Regions from separate parts of the Rattus norvegicus genome. Here regions 1 and 3 are each linked to region 2. A link is a contact called in public Hi-C and HiChIP or PLAC-seq data. All regions are on one chromosome and are shown on one strand. Each heading gives the region's core, a stretch centred on a gene start, on an enhancer-like site or on the middle of the called end of the contact. The rest is flanking DNA. Distances are from core to core; before and after follow the strand shown.

Region 1 (3,126 bases), core at 167-2,666, 180 kb before region 2:
ATGGATATTGAGCCCTGTGGGGCTTCAAGGTTGGGCAACAATACAATACAACCAAGTGGTGGTACCCAAGCTGAGGCCCACACATCTTTGCCGACCTGCACATCAGCATTTTTGTTTTTTAACCCTATACCTGGCTAATTCACAGTCCTTGGAAAACCCATCTTTGAGAATGGGGCTAGGTTCTGAGGAAAAACTCTGTCCCCGTCCCAAGTCTTACTGGGTCCCATAAGCCCAGTCTTGCCTAGCTTGGAAATACAGGCTGCAGCCATTACTGCAGCTCAGCTCACACCCAGGGAGCTCATCTTCCTCTTTTTTTAAAGAGAAAATTTAACTCCTTCTTCACCACTCCTCTGGCACAGACATACAACTGCAATCAAGCCAGCCCCCCCCCCCCCACACACACACAAGTCCTGATTCTCCAAGGCCTTCGGAACTGCTTGCTCTCTCCCCTGTCCCCAGGTGGATGGCGCCCCTCCAGCTCATCCTCTCGGGTCCACAGTACCCACTCCTGCAACTTCTGAGCCAACTGGAGTCTCCCAACTCCCTTCATGGTGCCATGCTTTCTGGACCCCAATGCTACCCGCAGGCCGGGGACAAGTTCCGGGGAGGAGTCTGGGCTAGAGCCAGGACCTCAGCTGACTCCTCTGCCTCTAGGGATACCTTCCCCTCGCCCAAAAGGGCTGGGGCTTCCGCGTCAAGCAAGGGGAGGCAGAGCCCTCGGGGTGGGGCTGGGCTGGTAGAGCGCCCTGGCAACACGCTCGGGCTGCGCGTCCCGTGACAATCCACGCGCGGAGCGGGAAGGTCCGGGCACTTTCGCCCCGTCATGCCCCTTTTGCGCCTGCCTCAGGGGCCTGTCAGCCTGCGGCGGGTTCCCTGTGCCTGGAGACCTCTCAGTGCCGCCAGCTCCGGATTGCAAGCTCGGTTCCCCTCGTCCTTGCTACCCCGCCCCCAGCCCTGCCATCCCAGCCCAGGCCGGAGAACGGGTGGCACGCCAGCCGGTCCCCCAAGAACCGTACTAGGCCCTAAGCTCCCGGAGCCGGCTCCTCCCTGCCCGGAACTCAGCGGTGCCGGGCCACGCCAGGCGGCGACTCCAGCTGCCTAGGGCGCGGCGCGGGCGACACATCTGCCCTCATACCGCGATCACGTTGACGAAGGTGGTCTTGCCGGAGTACTGCAGCCCCACCAGCGTGAGCTCCATTTCCTCCTTCCAGAACAGGGCCTTGAACCAGTCCAGCAGTTTGTTGAACAAAGCGATCATGGTCGCTGCCGCCGGCCGCGCCCGGTGCCGGGTCCCCGCCGCCCTCGCTGCCCTCGCGCTGCGGCCCGGAGCGGCCCCTCCCCGGTGCGGCCGGGTCCCGCGGCTCGGTGCGGGCGGAGGCTAGAGCGCGGCGGCCGACGACGCGCTGCCCGCGGATCCGCTCGCCGATGGGTGTGGCCACGGCGCCTCCACCTCCCCCGCCGCCGCCGCCGCCCTCCCGCGGGCCGGGCCGCGTCCTGCTCGCACCCGAGCGCGCTCCAGTCTCGCGCGCGGCCTGGGCCAGCGCCCGCGGGCGGGGCGGCGGGGACCCGCGGCGGCCGGGAGGAGCGTGAGGGCGCGCTTGCGGAGAAAGCTGTAATTTTATTTTTCTTGCTGCCCTCGTTTGCCCCGCCCTGACTGCACCGCTCTCTGTCTTGAAGGATGGTCGGTGTCCCGATTAAGCTAGGGTATTTGCAGGCTGAAGAACCGTGGCATGAAGATCTCTTAAGGTTTTGCTCCCTGAACCCTCGCGTCTGAGCATCCCTGGGTACCGAATGCATCCCCCCCCCCCCGAAAAGCTATGGAGAGTAACAGCCGGATTTAGAGCCCTTAATACTCCATCTTGTTTTGTTAACCACAGTTTGCCAGACTACTTGTTTGGGAAGCCCAAAGTGAGATCGACATTTGAACTTGGTGTTCGTCTTTACCCAGTATTGTCACCATAGAGAAACAGGCAAAATCAGGGCAAGGGATTCCCTCTGAGGAACGTCAGTTAGCAAAGGAAAAATGTATGCTATTTTGATACAAAGTTTTTGATAGTGGGTGGTGGAGAGGCTGCCAAGATGTCCCCATCCTCCCTTGCAGGAGATAACAGCTCAGTCAACTGGCTGTACCTTCCTGGTCGCAGGATCCCTGGGCGGCTAGCTGTGCTCCTACAATGATCTCACCAGCCTCTCTCCTTGGGGGTCGGTTTTCAAGTGTGCTCATCTGGAGGCTGCGATGAACTGTTAACATCAATCGTACGAATTAAATCTACTCAGGAGTTAGAAGACTCCCAACGTCTGGGTCAGCCTATTGTTCTGACTTATTAACATCTGTCTAACCTCTGCTCTTTATAAATTCTTCTCTTCCTCCGAAGGTACATTGCCATAGTCTGAAATTTGTAAAGTTTAAGTTATACGAAGCAATAGATTTTATTGCTCTATATTTCTGTGTCCTCCCCCCCCCCAGATTCATACATTGAAATCCTCAAAGTGATGATCATATAAGGTGACTAGGGTTATGAGTATGGAGGCCTCCTAAGTAAGATTAATACCCTTATATAGGGAGAGAACAAGAGACATGCTCAGAGCCCATACGTATCCCCATCTTGAGGCCATAAAGAAAAGGCTGTAATCTTTTAGCCAAAAGTGACTCCTAACCAGACCCTGAATCTACTGGCACCGTGACTGGTGGCATCCTCACCTTTCAAGCCATGAGCAACAAATTTCTGTTATTTATGAGTTACTTGCTGTGTGGGGCTTTGTTACAACGCCCTGAACACGGTGGTGCCTCTGTGTCTCGATTCCTACATTGACTACGGTTTTGTCACACATCCTTTAGAAATCTGGAAAAGAGTGTATCTCAGAGGTAAAGGCCTGTTCCTGCTCTAGAGAGCCTTACTCTATTCCTAGAGAGAGCCCTAGAGGCCTAAACTGATGGAAAGAAGAATTAGTTGGGTATCCAAGAGGTTATTTATTTATTTAGCTTTTCCAGAGCCTGTGCCCTCTAGAACGGGGTTGGGGTGACTGTAGAGGGAGGGTGCCCATAGGGCTGTGCAGTTTCCTCCCTCACTCCCTTCCAGACAGGCTCTGAGCTCATGGTAGCATTGGATACTTTAGAAGCCTACC
Region 2 (2,981 bases), core at 52-2,551:
TGCAGAGGCCACAGAGGGGTGCTGCTTACTGGCTTGCTCCCCATGACTTTTCAGCCAAAGCATTGCTATTTTATACAGTAATCTGAAGGCCTAGTTTCAGTAAAACAAAACTCTTACAAATATAGGGGACTGGAAAAATAGCTTAGCAGGGGGGTGGGGGATGGGGTGTTAAAGCACTTGCTGCATAGGCCTGACAACTTGATTTGATCCCAGTAATCCACAGTAGGAGAGAACAATCTCCTCAGCGTTGTCTTTGGACAATCAATTACAACAAAACTAGAATTATAATCTGTATCTTTATATAAAATAAGAACACAGTGGAACACATGCTAGTCAGACTAGAATGAGAAAAAAATAAGGCAGTTTCTTCTCAAAGAAGCCACCAGACTATTACAGCAACTGATACTAAGTAACTATGACACAAAGTCCTCTGGGGTGAGAGAGATGGTTTAGCTGTTAAGAGTCCAGAGGACCCAGGTTCAATTCCCAACACCCATCTGACGTCTCATAACTGACACCTTCCTCTGGCCTCCGTGGGCAACAGGCACACCCGTGGCGCGCATACGTATATGCAGACACTCATATACATGAAATAAAAATCCAACAAGTCCTTTGGCATAAAAGCCACTTGTTATGGTGTATTTTCTGAATATAAAGAAAGGTTCTTCACAGAGCAGGAGCTTGGTGTCACCTAACTGGAGGCGCCTAGGCGTTAGTCAGTTCCAGGTCAGCCTGGGCTACAGCGACACCTGTCTTACAAACAACAAAATGAACGAAATCCCCAACCAAATAATCATAACAAAAACGTTCCTTACACTACAGCTCCAAAACGTGTTTTCCTTTTAATTGTTTTAAACCGGCGTTTTCTGCCTCTTTTCCAGTAATCACTCTCCACAAACGTATGCTTACAACTGCCCTGACTATTCATTAAATTCCTTCTCACCTATGTGTGAGGCCACATCAAAGGACAGCCCTCCATCTCTGCAGTAGCTTACCCCACCTAGTCTTTCCACCCTCTGTGCTTCTTCATAAATCTTCAGTCAGTACCGCTGACTCGCCTCAGACCCCAGAGCGCCGGCGTTTTGTTTTGTGCCCCAGGCCTGTGGCGATTAATCAAGGCACAGAACCTGGATAGGCAGCACCGAGGCACAGCCTTGGCGCGCTCCGGGCGGTTCTCTCTCCCGGGGCGGCTTCCCCAGACTCACCGTGACCTCGGGTACGTCCCCTCGGGTGGCTCCCACGGCACTCCTCAGCAACCCGGCTTTCCGCTCGTGTGTCTGCAGTGCCCAGGCTGAACCCGGGAGACCGTTGAAATGACTCCACCCCCATCCTAGAGAGTACTGTGATTGGTCCGCAGCAAACCCGGAGAGACGCGCGCCCGCCTATTGGCCAGCGCTCCGAGCGTGAGTTCGCTCAAGCAGGGCTCAAATTCGCGCGCGCACCCGCTTCCGGAATTCCCAGTTCCGCTGACGCTGTGGTTGGAAGTTACTTACAGGGGAGGAAAAAAAGGCAACCCGACACTTAGTCTGGAAAAGTGACTGCTGAATAGCTGCTTTTCTTTCTTTGTTTTGGTTCTTTGGGACGGGGGTCTCTCGCGATGCAGCTCCTGCTTAGCTTGGAACTTGCTGTGTAGCTCAGGCTAGCCTGAGACTCTTAGCACTCCTGCATCAGCCTCCCAAGTTCTAGAATTAGGCCTGCGCCACGTCGCTCAGACTTAAAGTAATGTCAGGGGAAACTTTACTACTTCATCTAAGACCAGCAGTCGAAAGATAAAAAAAAAATTTTAGTCGAGCACGGTGGAACAGGCATGTTGAAATAAAAAGATTTGAGAATTTGAGACCAGCCTTGGCCAAGTACGTAGATTTCCTCCAGCTGAAAAAAAAATTTATTTTTTAAATTTATAATTCTGGTGGACAAAACATTCCATCAGGACTCTGAAGAATAAAGTGGATGGGGTAAATTTCTTTACCATTGGACGTGTTCATATGGAAGCTGAAGTTAGGGGTTAATGCAAGAGATCCTTTGCACTATGAGGAAGTTAAGGACTGCCCCCTCCCCTCTCCCTTCACTGTGCTGAAAAGCAAGCCCAGCTCTTCCTACATACTGTGCCAGCTTTTGATCCCTGAGTCACTCACCAACCACGGAATAAATGACTTTCAGGCACTCTTCCACCTCTAGAAAGATAATCGGTTCTGAACAACCAAGTGCATGCTTATAACCAAGTCAGCTTTGATGGCCCAGCTGGGGACGCCGGAAGTGGATAGTCCTTGGGAGAGAGGAAAGCTTAAGATCTGAGACTCTGCAGAAATAGAATTGGTTTCAGCTATGGGAACCCTGGGGCCAGGACCGAAACCCAGCCAAACAACCACCCTTTCTCTATCACTGCTCCTAGCTTATTGGACAGCTTCATAACATAGGCCTAGCAATCGGTCTTTGTGAACTAAGCTAATATAATTTTGACTACCGCGGTGATTTCTGCATTCAGGCCAAATTGATGTTAAGCGCAACTGGTTCCTTGTGGAGGTTGTCACACGGTGTGTTTTGTCTTCTGGAGACCCTCGTGTTCACTAGGACTCTGACTCTGCTCTGGGCTTTCTCACTTTACTAGTGGGACTGAGCCAGTGAGCAGCTAGTGAATTAGGCGAAGTGTTACAAACTTAGGAGCTGTAGAGTCATGCAACAGTCTGATGTGATTTTCAATCTGCTGTATTCATGGTTAGGATTTTTTCGTTGCGGTGAAGTGTTTTCGCTTACCACTTGGGAATTACTGCGATAGGCATTCATGCCGTCTAACGATATCTAATTTTCTGGGCATCTTTTCTTGGTCTACCTACTCCAGCAGTGACTGTATGCCCACTAGTTCTGTCTTCGGAACTGAAACGGAACCTTCTTTGAAAAACAGTTTAAAATGTCCCTGAGAAATGGCACAGATTGCATTGAGTTGGATCGAAGGAAAGAGGGAAAAGACAAAGAGGGAGGGC
Region 3 (2,927 bases), core at 345-2,844, 140 kb before region 2:
GAAGGCTGCTCCAGAGGTGGAATGAGTCCCAAGTGTGATTTTTCCAGCTTTGGTTGGAGGCCTGAAGCAGCATGAATGGTGTGTGTGTGTGTGTGTGTGTGTGTGTGTGTGTGTGTGTGTGTGTGTGTTGTGTGTTTATTGTGTGTGTGTTTGTGTGTCTCTGTGTGTGTCTGTGTGTTTTGTGTGTGTCTGTGTGTGTTTGTGTGTCCGTGTGTGTCTGTGTGTGTATGTTGTGTGTGTGTGTATGTTGTGTGTGTGTGTTTGTTGTGTGTCTCTCTGTGTGTGTGTCTGTGTGTGTTTGTGTGCCTGTTCGTGTGTCTGTGTGTTGTGTATGTGTTTGTTGTGTGTGTGTGTGTGTGTGTGTGCATGTCTGTGTGTGTGTGTGTGTGTGTGTGTGTGTGTGTGTGTGTGTGTGTGTGTATTGGGGCTTAGAGCCAAGGTGAAGGCTTCTTAGTCTGTCTGTGCCTCTCCCTCTCCACTGACTCCCACGAGGATGGAGAGGGATTGATGCGAGCATTTGGGGTAAAGGGTGGAGGGTATCTTGGCTGCCTCCGCGGTCCACGTGTCTCTGGTGTGGGCCACGGGAAGTCAAACTGCTCCCAACCTGGTCGAGTTCTACCCTGGGGCTTGGCTCAGGGAAAGATCTGGAGACCAGAGAAAGCGAAAGGACACATGAAGTGTACTGGACTGCACTGCTAGTCCAGGCTGGCGGAAGAAGAGAGCTGATCTTGACTCCAGTTTTAGCCACCATTGCCCTTGCTCTCCAAGGTCCTGGGATGGATTATAGATGGACTCGAGCCCTTAAGGTGCTTGAGCTGCAGCTGTAGCACTGAGCCTCCAGGTGGCGCCAATCAGCCGAGCCGCTGGCAAGCTCTGGCAAACAGCCCCTCAGTCGTCCCGGGTCCCGAGATCAAGGATCAGGGTGATCTCTAGACCTCAGATCTTGTAGTCTACATGAGTTCATTTCCATGCCCTGTGCATCTGGTGGAATCCACGCCAGTTTCTTTGGTGTTGGGGCGTGGCTCCTCAATGAGGGGGTTCATCCTCATTCCTACTGCCAGCCTGCGACCATTTCCCTCCTCCTCAAGACCTTCTTCCTTCCCTGGTCAGAATGGGTGCAGAGGAGTGACCTGGGAAATAGTTCTGAGGCTGTTTCCATCAGCCATATGACCTTGAACATCTCTTTATCTCCGGTCTCTCTTCCCTTCAGCCTAAAATCTGGTAGTGGGGTTGGAGTCTGTGGAACTCTGGGGTCTTTTCCTGATGGCCTCTGGTCCCTGGAGATCCTGTGACTGTTCCCAAAGTCAAGAGGAATTCGACCCCACAGGACCAAGCTCCGGGCACCCTTTCCAAACAAGTACATGTCTCTGTTGTGCTGGCCGTTCCTAGCTTTCTTTGGGCTTCTTTGCTTTCTTCACCGACCCCCCCCCCCACGCCCCCGATGAAATTCCTGCCAGCTGGGAAAGAAGGAGGGAAGGGGAGCGAGCCACAGCATAGAAAGTTTCCTTGACTCCTCCTCCCCCCTACTACTCCCCCCCCCCCGTGTCTCCCTCCCTCGCCAAGCCCAGCCTGTGAAACTGAATAACGAAGATCACTCAACAATGCCTGCCCCTCTCTGACTGCACTGTCCCGCCGCCGCTGCTGCCGCCGCCGCGCCCAAGCCAAGTCGAGCGGGGGCGGTCCCCACCGACGGCGCAGCCCTCGGGCCCGCCCGGAACCAGGAGGTGAGCCGCGCGCTCACAGCTCCGTGCGCCCGCCCGTCCCAGCGCCCGCCAGGTGCCCCAAAGCCTGCCGCCGAGATGCACAGCTCGCCGTTGCTCCTGGCGCTGTGTCTTTGCGTTGTGCTGTGCGCATTGGCGCGCGCGGGCAGCGACCCCCAGCCTGGCCCGGGGCGTCCCGCCTGCCCCGCTCCCTGCCACTGCCAGGAGGATGGCATCATGCTGTCAGCTGACTGCTCCGAGCTCGGTCTCTCAGAGGTGCCAGCGGACCTGGACCCCCTGACGGCTTACCTGTGAGTACTCACCTGCTCGAGCCTGTTCTTGGTGATGGTTGCCTGATCCACAAACCCTGTTTGGTGCCCTTGGACATGAGCATCCCCAGGAGGGCTCTTCCGCTTCCAAGTCTAAGATTGAAGGACTGCGGGGCTAGTTTTAGAACTTGGGAAACTGAGGCAAGAAGTGAGCTGGGTCCTCCCTGCTCCTCACCCCTATGGGCTCAATGTAGGACCTGGTGAAGAACGTGTGTGTATTTGGGGTGGGGGGGGGCAGTATATGTCCTCCTCAGCAGAACACTGCCCAGGAAGGTCGATGAAGACAAAACTTAGTGCCCTGGTGTGAGGTGAGGGGAGTGTGCCCTGGTAGGGTAGAAATGGGTCCTTCCGCCACAGCAGGAAGCACAACTGCCCCACTGAGGCAGGGGGCCTCAGTGAAGGTTCCATGCAGCTCTCCTCTCTTTAGATAGGGGTTCTGCCAGTACCACCTTCTTGTGTGGAGGTCTGCTGCCCCCTCCTCAGGCCTCCCTGAAGTCATGCCCCAGGAGGCTGTGTTAGAGACACTAATTTGTGGGCAGGCTTCAAGACTGAAAACCAGAGAACCATTTTTAGAGTCTGAGTTGGGGTGAGGTGGTGCATGAAGGGGGCTCTATTGGGGGTAGCCATCTCAGAACCAGAGAGTCAGAGGCTGTAGCTGATCTTTACCTGGGCAGGAGTGGGTCGGGGCATATCATGGACCGCTTGGCCCCAACCCTTGCTGCAGGGAAAGGAAACCCCTGGCCTTCCCTGCTTTCCTATAGAGGAAGGAGAACAGGTGGGAAGGTCTGGGTAGAAAGTCTGGTCAGAGCTCCCTCGGGCCTGAGAGGGGCTCTCTCAGCTTTGGGATCCTAGAATTGAGGATCACTGAGGAAGAGGCAGCGGGGCTTGTCTCCAGAGA

What was found. Hi-C and Micro-C count contacts between places; a contact is called where the count stands out from the background. HiChIP or PLAC-seq counts read pairs in DNA pulled down with a chosen protein or histone mark.
Region 1: a contact with region 2 is called in an H3K27ac HiChIP or PLAC-seq map of oligodendrocytes, with 3 times the contacts expected there. The contact joins the promoter of Arl8a here to the promoter of Ube2t in region 2. A contact is called at or near these places in 1 of 12 Hi-C or Micro-C datasets (the A7r5 cell line) and 1 of 1 datasets of contacts at active chromatin or transcription factors (oligodendrocytes).
Region 3: a Hi-C map of liver shows a contact between it and region 2, with 4 times the contacts expected there. The contact joins the promoter of Lgr6 here to the promoter of Ube2t in region 2. A contact is called at or near these places in 8 of 12 Hi-C or Micro-C datasets (Schwann cells, hepatocytes, kidney and 4 more).

Annotation. Positions count from the first base shown.
Region 1 is chr13:49,135,922-49,139,047 of GRCr8, reverse strand. Arl8a (ADP-ribosylation factor like GTPase 8A) reads right to left here and starts at 1,416. Exons shown (of 7, transcript NM_001109071.1): 1 at 1,136-1,416. The coding sequence starts at 1,258. It also overlaps a transcript of Ptpn7 not described here.
Region 2 is chr13:48,953,486-48,956,466 of GRCr8, reverse strand. It overlaps Ube2t (ubiquitin-conjugating enzyme E2T), which reads right to left and starts at 1,301. Exons shown (of 7, transcript NM_001108344.2): 1 at 1,206-1,301.
Region 3 is chr13:49,094,524-49,097,450 of GRCr8, reverse strand. Lgr6 (leucine-rich repeat-containing G protein-coupled receptor 6) reads left to right here and starts at 1,594. Exons shown (of 18, transcript NM_001427357.1): 1 at 1,594-2,011. The coding sequence starts at 1,800.